Regions from separate parts of the Mus musculus genome. Here region 2 is linked to region 1. Evidence: chromatin contacts called from public promoter capture Hi-C data. All regions are on one chromosome and are shown on one strand. The core of a region is the stretch at or near the end of the contact, and the rest is flanking DNA. Distances in the headings are between cores, read along the strand shown. Region 1 overlaps Usp3 (ubiquitin specific peptidase 3). Region 2 overlaps Rab8b (RAB8B, member RAS oncogene family).

Evidence for each region. Capture Hi-C pulls out chosen DNA fragments and counts their contacts.
Region 2: a promoter capture Hi-C map of adipose tissue shows a contact between it and region 1. The contact joins two enhancer-like sites. A contact is called at or near these places in 1 of 39 promoter capture datasets (pre-B cells) and 2 of 9 other capture datasets (adipose tissue and liver).

The regions. Positions count from the first base shown.
Region 1 is chr9:66,573,432-66,577,838 of GRCm38.p6, forward strand. All of the region lies in intron 1 of Usp3 (ubiquitin specific peptidase 3), which reads right to left. Among named protein-coding and RNA genes, the nearest start is that of Usp3, 17 kb to the right of the region's middle. Within about 2 kb of position 1,805, at least 17 of the 459 cell types and tissues checked have an H3K27ac peak or open chromatin away from gene starts, as enhancers often do. A contact at or near this core is called in adipose tissue, where this site is marked.
Region 2 is chr9:66,880,755-66,885,161 of GRCm38.p6, forward strand. All of the region lies in intron 1 of Rab8b (RAB8B, member RAS oncogene family), which reads right to left. It overlaps Gm40528 (a long non-coding RNA gene), which reads left to right. Exons shown (of 3, transcript XR_870875.2): 3 at 2,864-3,149. Among named protein-coding and RNA genes, the nearest start is that of Gm40528, 17 kb to the left of the region's middle. Within about 2 kb of position 1,862, at least 114 of the 459 cell types and tissues checked have an H3K27ac peak or open chromatin away from gene starts, as enhancers often do. A contact at or near this core is called in adipose tissue, where this site is marked.

The DNA of each region.
Region 1 (4,407 bases), core at 555-3,054:
CTGTTGTGCTTTAACCTACAAGAACTGATTCCAGGCCTGCTTCTTCACTACTAGATAGGACATAGCTACTTCATATGAGTATGTTAAGGACTTCATAAGAAACATGAATCTGATACAGCAAAAACTTTTTCTTAAAGCCTCAGTTTCTTCTACCTGAAAAATATATTTAAGAGAATAAAAAGACTGTCAGGAGTTAATGCCAGAGGCTATTACATACACTGCAATGAACATGCTCACATGTATAGGGAATGAAAAAAAAAAAAAGATTTTTTTTTTTACTCCTTTAGCTTACACTCTTTAAAAGAATTGCAGCTGTAGTCGGATACATGCCTTTAATACCAGTACTCAGAAGGCAGAGGCAGGTGGGTCAGCAGGTGAGTCTCTTGAGTTTGAGGCTAGTCTGGTCTACAATTGATTTCCAGGACAGCCAAGGCAACATACACAGAGAGAAACCCTGTCTTGAAAACATTTTTTTTAATTGCAGCTGAAAACATATCTTCACAGAGAAATTTCTAACACAGATAGAATTAGCCAACAAAAGACTCCCTATGCCTGACCTAAACTATATTCAAAGCCACATTAAATGAAATAAAATATGACTCTAATGAGTTTATTCCAAAATTGGCACAACTGTTAAAACTATCTTAGTGTTCTAATCAAAATCATATATGTCTAGCAAAATACTTTAGGAAACTAAAATACATCTAGAAGCACATTTTGAGAGATAATATAAAGAGATTTAAACACCTTAATAAGATGCTAATTGGATAAACATTTAAATACTGAGGCTGGAGAGATGGCTCAGCTGGTAAGAGCACTTGCTGCTGCTCTTGCAAAGGATGGAGTTTTGTTCCCAGCACCCACCTGGTGGTTCATAACCATCCCTAACTCCAGGGATCCAACACCCTCTTCTGGCACCAGGCATGCATGTGGCACACAACATGCACACAGGTAACCATTCATATTATGAACACGTAAGGGCTGAAGGAACTTAAGTACCAGAACCACTGAAATACAGCAAACTCAAGAGGTATGTGGAACAAACACTAGATCTTGGTTCACCAATCTAATCCACTGAAATATACCTTTGTATATATGCTGTTTATGATGTGGGATGTGTGTAGGGGGTGTATACATACCATATTCACTTGAGTACGTAGGTCTTAATGATTTTTTAAAAATTTGTGTAGGAATGTGTATGTGCAGCAAGCACACACACCCCACATATGTGAGGGATCCCACAGTGGTCAGAAAAAGGTAGGCTATTTAATAGCCTAAAGCTGGACTTACAGATAGTAGTGTTCCCTAACATTAGTGCTGGAAACCAAATTCCAGTTCTGTGGAAGAGCAGCAAGCACTATTAAACCACTGAGCCATGTCTCCAGCCCTTTTGTCTCATCTATTAATATAGGGTCTCCACTGAACCTGGAGCTAACCAATTTGGTTAAGGTGGTTAGCTGGTGAGCACCATGGACTTACTTTGCCTCAGACCCACCCCAGTTCCTCAATACTAGAACTTCAGATTAGCACGGCCACACACAACTTTTATGTGGGTGCTGAACTCATAGCCTCATGATTGTGTGACAGACACCTTACCTTCTGAGCCATCTCTCCAGCCTGGTAACTATTATTCTTAATACACTGTTAATACACATTATCAGTATGCCAACAAATGGAAATGTCAAAGTTCAGACTAAAAAAATAGAATAAAGTTTGTTTTTTCTTGTTTGAGACAGAGTCTTCCGGCAGGCCTCTTAACTCAGACCTCCTCCATTAACCTTCCTACAGGCTGAAACTGGAAGCATGAGCTAGCTACCACACCCACCTTAATATGATCTGTACTATATTTCAACATCTATTAGGGGTTATAGGTCAAGTCATTTCAAAATGTTTTAAATTTCTAACTAATTTTAGCAAAGAAGTGAATAGGAATGATTTCAAGTCACCCAGATTTAAGATATGGTTACCAACTTTTCTGGACCAGCAGCTTTAACTTCTACCCTAGATAGTCCAGTTTTTCCTTATCCACCTTATCACCTGAGTCTCTTTTAAGAGCAACTTCCTTAGAGGCATTGGACACTTGACACTGTTCTGACCCACCTTCAAGCTTTTCCCATGTGATACACAGAAAATTGCAAGGCTGCATGGATCATACACAGAAACTGAAGACTTCTTAGAGGCAGAGGTGATCTGCTTTGAGAGCTCTGACTACCCTAAGCTGAGATCATCTACCTCAGGATATATATGTAGCCCACTCATGTCAGTCCCAGTGAGAAGCTATGCTACCAGTCTTTTGCTGGGTAATCAGCAATGCAGCAGGTTTCCCTCCTATTTCACTGCATGTGAGTCAGGAGACCTGAGGACATCAATCACCTTAGAGGACTGGGACATTTCTCAAACTCTAAGACACCATGCCCCTGAGGATCAGCATCATTTCTAGAAGTTGAAATCTTTATTTCTAGCCTATGCAAAACTATCTTGTACTACAGTCACTTTGTAATCCTGAAGAAACACCAGGTAACAGGCAAAACAGAGAAACCTAATGTAAATTAAAAGAAGTCTCACCAAACACCTGGCACTCAGCGGTCTGGTAGGGTGAAACAGCACTGATAAGAATATGTATCAGGAACAGTCAGTCCACTGCTCAATATGAACCTTGACCCAAACCATGTGAGTAGTTATTTCTTAACTAAGAATGTTTCCAAGGCAACTTCCTACTGATTTCAAGGCTTTCCAGTCAGAAAAATAATTTCAACAAAGCATTATTTCAATAGCCTTGACTATTTTATTTTAGTAAAACCTCAGGAAATGAAAACAGGATATGCAAACACCTTTATATTATTATAAAATCTTTTATCCATTACTACTCACACAAAGAGTTAAATATTTATTCATCCCCCAAGGTACCTAACAATAATAGTAATAATAATAATAATAACTTTGTGTATAAAGCTATTAGTTTGTAGCATTATTAACTACAAAATACTCTAGACGTACATTTTCACACCTGGGAGACCAGCTGCAATTAACTGTGACACACTCACAAATGGAATACACTAGAAAGTGATAGATTAATAGACATCCAGACAGATGAGCAAACAGATGGATGACAGAGGAATGGAGAGAACAGACAAAGAAGACAGGGAATGAGGCCCGGGAAATGGCTCAGTCAGTAAAATACTTTCCTCTCAAGCATGAGGATCTGAATTTTAACACCAGAATCCACATTTTACAAAGCTGGGCACGGCCCGGTAGTAGTGGTGCACACTTAATCCAAACACTAGGGAGGCACAGGCAGGTGGATCTCTTGAGTTTGAGGCCAGCCTGGTCTACAGAGCTAGGTTCAGGACAGTCACTGCTACAAAAAGAAACCTGTCTTGAAAAAAAACAAACAAAAACAACAATAACAAAAGCAGCAGCAGCTGGACACAATGGAGTCTGCTTGTAATCTTGGCACTTGGGACGGTGGCAGCAGAAATCGGTGGCAGCAGAAATAGGAGGTCTCTGGAACTCACTGGCCAGCTAGTCCAGCTGAATCATTGAGCTTCAAGTTCAACAAAAGATCATGTCTCACAAAATAAGGTGGTGGGCTGCCAAAATTGTTAAGCAGGTTTCACCTGATGATCTAAGCTCAACCCCTGGAACCCACAGTGGAAGGAGAAAACTGACCCCCAAAAGTTATTCTGTGACTTACAAGAAAAAAAATAAATAATGTAATTAAAATATAGGGTGGGAAGTATTAGAGGAAAACACCTAACATTGATCTCTAGCCTCCACACATAAAAAGCACAGCCACAGCCACAGCCACAGCCACACACACACACACCAAGGAAAACTATTTCTACAAACATGGACTGATATACAAGACACAATATTAAATAAAAAAATACACAGAAAGTATATATAGTTTGCTGACTCACTTGGCTGACAATTCTTACCTAGAATAGATTTTTATAAAATTTTAACCTTTAAAACAGTTAGTGGTCTAGGTACTCAAAATATGAAATAAAAGCAGCAAAGATCAGGTAGAAGATCTAAAAATGAAAACCAAATACACACAAATGAGCCAAGCTATACTTCAGTTAAGTGTATGGAAAGAGAAAGATGACTAATTCCAACTTTGAACAAATTGCTTTATTTATTGCTCATGTACAGACAAAATCGACCATGAGTAACTGATGAACTCTAATTACCAGAATACCTTTTGCAATGGTATGGGCTATCAATTCCAGAACTACTTTCTCTGATTATAGAATTAAGCAAGTAAATATACATGCTATAGGCGATGAGAACCAGATTATCAGTATTGAACATATGCAGCAAATATAGAAGGGACAGGGGTCAGCCTGTGGTGTTGAAAGAAATCATGGATACCAATGGGAACTCATGGTCATACAAATACAAACA
Region 2 (4,407 bases), core at 612-3,111, 310 kb after region 1:
ATTAGAGCAGCTCTAGGTGGCTATCCCTGCAAAGATCTCAACATCAGACATGTTGTTTACATGGGGCAATAAAGAGCCATGCCAAAGAACCAGCTCACTCACTCTGTGTGAAGGAGAAGACTGCATTTGGGGAGTCAGTTCTCCATTTGTTAGTATTTCTGTTGTTATCAAGACTCCGCAGGGAAGTGAGCTGGCCAGAAGCATAGCTGGTAAGAGTGGGAATGGGAAAGAAATAGAATTAATCAGAAGTAAAAGAGCAGCAGCTATTTCCCAGGAACTATGGCAGCTGTAGCTACATACATTGTCTATCTATCGACTGCCCAAACTTGTCTCCCACTTCCTAATCCTATACTTCCAGTTTACCTGCTGCCACCTGCAAGAGAATGTGTGAAGACAAAGGGAAGGCTAAGCACCAGCTTCCCTGCAGAATCTGTGGTTTGTGGCTTCTGTATGAAAGGACCCATGCACGCAGACATCATCTGTAGACACTATTCGTCCAGTCTATCCCTAGCTGTGATTAGCTCAGATAATTCCAAGTTTGCCATCCTATAATTTATCCAATTACTCGAATCAGCTATGAACAGAAGAAGACAACAGTATAATCTTTGATAAAGTGAATTCATTTGGCTTTTAAAAGCTGCTTGCCTGCGGATCGTATTTAACTTCCACATAAAGGACAAAAGTTACTTTGGGGTGTTTTTGGTTTTATTTTGTTTTGTTTTGTTTTGGAGATGGGGGCAAGGAGTTGGGGTTGGACAATCTCAAACTCAAATTCATGTTCTTCATGCTTTAGCCTCCTGAGTGCTGGAATTACATTTGCAACCACACCTGGCTTGTTTGATATATTTTAGCTTATCTTTCTATTCCTAAGATTCCATATAACAAGGGGATGTTAAACCTAAAACAAAATAAAACAAAACAGAACTAGGCACACATATTATTTTAAAGTAAATTCATGGGTGCAGAGCATGGAGAATTCTAAGCTTTTACTTGTTGGGGAAGACAGCCAGAATGATTTCATATATATACAGTCGAGAGAGTTTGTTTGTTTGTTTGTTTGTTTGAAAGCAAAAGGAACATCACTTGAAAATGTTACCTCTGCACTTGAAGTTGATTTCCAATGTCAAGCTCATTTTCCTAGTTTGTGGCTTACCCAAGGTGCTCTGGTAGCACTGGAACCCTAAGTTAGTGACAGAAAACAAACACAACTATCTGACACAGACTCACTGTCATTTCAAGATGTACGCAGGCAAGCCTGGGGCAGGATTTCCTAATCTAGTGGCCACAATATTCATGCTCCCAGTTTGGCCCAGCACAGTCATTAGGGTGGGAAACACACATGACCATGATGCAAAGGCATTAAGAAACACAGCACAATGATGGTGTGGCTAGAGCTGTAAATGGTCTGCAAGCAGAAAGAGCATGAAGGAAAATGGTACTGGGCGTGTGGGCAACAGGAGAGCACCAACATAGGACGGCAGGAATTCTGAGGATGACAGAAGAATGCAAAAAACAAAACAAAAACAAAACCAAACAAACAAAAAACCCCACACATTCTGGAAAGCTGACATTCAATCTACTTTGGGTAAGCGATATACATTTACTGGCCTCCAGGCTAAAGGCTTTAAGCAGACATTCAGAGACTGAGACTTAAGTTGAGAAGTGGCCGGCTTAGCCCTGTTCAGAGTTTGCAGCCTTAGTGGGAAGTGGTCTCAGCACACCAGACAGGAACACACTACGGCTGCTTCATAGGATGCAGACAGGAAGGTTTTGCTGACGCAAATATAAAAGACATGCTTTTGTGACTAATGAAAGGGCAAATGTCAAGGTTTCACTTTACAGAGACTGGGGCACCTCCAGAAGCCGGATACTGAGCCAGGCACCGAGTACACTGCAAAGGAGAGTGCTGGGTGCTCAGCAGCTCCAGGCTAACACCAGGCTGGCTGCAAAGCCTGCTCCACACTTGGGTGTCTTCAGAAGCAGGAACTAAGACAGATGAGGAAGCTACGATGTCAAACTGCCTGCTCGAAAGCTGTTTGCACAAGCTACTGCAGGACTATTTCCCCGAAAGGTGGCACTAAACAAGTGTCACCTGCCTGTCACAAATGGAAAGCATAGCAAGGGAAAACTTTCCTTCTTGTTTATAAACAAATTTGACTTAAAATTTAAGACAACATAGTATTCATTCTCCTTCCCGGTTCACGTTGCCCCTTAGCAGATGAACCTCCCAGCAGATGAACCTCCCAGCAGATGAACTACACTGGGTCAAGATTGAAATTCTCACTAAATACACTAAGGGTTTTGATGATTCATTCACTGGAATTGAATATTATCAAACATATACAATGATAATATTAGCCAGATATGATGGGCATGCCTGTAACCCCCAGCATTCAGGAGGTTGAAGCAAGAGGGCAATGAGTTTGAGGTTAGCCTGGACTACACAGTAGTTCCCTGCTCTCAACAAAGTAGAAGAAAAATAAAGAATAATGTTTAAAAACAAACAACAACAGAAACCTATTGGTTTTGATTTATAGTAAGTCAGCCTACAGATAATATGAACTTCTGACGCCAAAATCACTTGTGTAATGAGCACAGTGACATAAACGATGCAACTGCATTATCGATGGCATTCTCATCCCCTGCAATAAAGAACCTGAGACTCCAACAGGCTAAGTAGCTTGTGTGTGATGCCATAGTAGCCTTTACTCATGAGGGAATCATCCCAAGTCAATGGATGCCTGAAAACTCTGACAGTATCAAACCCTAGCTACAGACAGCCCCTGACCATCATAGTGTGAGACATATGTACCCAATAGAAGTGGTATTTTGAATTCTGATCCTTTCCTGTCTTTTTTTTTAGGGGGGGGTGCTTCCTGTTTTTGATACCTGGCAGCAGCAGCACCCAGTAGCACGATACAGCTCGCTGTCAGAGAGGCTGCTGTGAGGATGTGAGCAAGCACTCCCAGTATACCGTATCACTGATGGCTTTAGATACAGACATGCAATAAACCACAGAAGACAGTCACCCTTTACTATGATGCAGACATAGTATGTCATATGACTGCCCACATTTTAAACGGGCCAGGCCATGTAACTCTTAGCCTTTAATCCCAGTACTCGGGAGGTTCCAGGACAGCCAGGGCTACACAGAGAAACCCTGTCTCGAGAAAACCAAAAAAAAAAAAAAAAAAAAAAGAAGAAGAAGAAGAAGAAGAAGAAGCAGCTCGTGCTCACTCCTGGGCATGTGCTGTCCTTTTCCTAAGCACCTCTTTCCCCGCTAATGCCTGTTGCTTATATCTCTGCTAAAATGTCTTAATAAACTCCAACTTGGCTTCATTAAACAAAATGATAGGCTAAGCTAAACCATGATGTTCGTTTGCAGGGTCAGCTGTTATTAAAAATCACTTTTAACATATAATGGGCTTATCATGATGGAATGCTACCATGAACCTAGAAGTATCTGACCAATATATAAACATCACAAAATTTAACTTATGAATTGAGCATAGCAAGATATTAATAAAAGAGAATAACTATACTGTAATAAAAGTAATTTAAAACTCATAGACAGTTTATATCTACAGTTTTTCACTTAACATTCTGGATAATGGTTAATAGCAATGTCAAAAACTGCAGGCAGGAGGGATCAGGGTGAGTAGAGCCATGGGACTGGGGACTGGGGACTGGAGATCTTAAGGGTAAAGCTTAAGTCCCAATTCATACCTGCCACACTCCACACCTGAGCTCCCTTCCTTGCACCAAGGATGAGAATTCTGCCTCAAGTCATCTACCAGAATTTCTTCTTAGACTCCACCCTGGAGGGACTAACTCAAACTATAAAGAATCTGGAAAGAAACAGTTGACCTAGGTCACTCCTAGATCACAAAGGCAAAAGTGAGTCAATTCATGGCTGATCCAAATACTAGGTATTTCTTCTTTGAATAGCTTAATATAGGCCCAGGGACTAGGGCTGGTGAGATGGCTCTGTGGGTTAAGGTGCCTGCTGCCAACCCCAACAACCTGAGTTCAATTCTCAAACCCATTCAGTGAAGAGGCCAACTTCCCCTAGTTGTCTTCTGATCTCTATTTACATGCTATGGCAACTGCTTGTGCATACACATATATCCACACCAACACATAGACACAATCAATCAATAGATGTATTTTTTTAAAGATTTATTTATTTATTATATGTAAGTACACTGTAGCTGTCTTCAGACACTCCAGAAGAGGGCGTCAGACCTCGTTACAGATGGTTGTGAGCCACCATGTGGTTGCTGGGATTTGAACTCCAGACCTTCGGAAGAGCAGTCGGGTGCTCTTACTCACTGAGCCATCTCACCAGCCCAATAGATGTATTTTTGAAACATAGTTCTAGATAAATCAAAAGTGACTTGATCATCC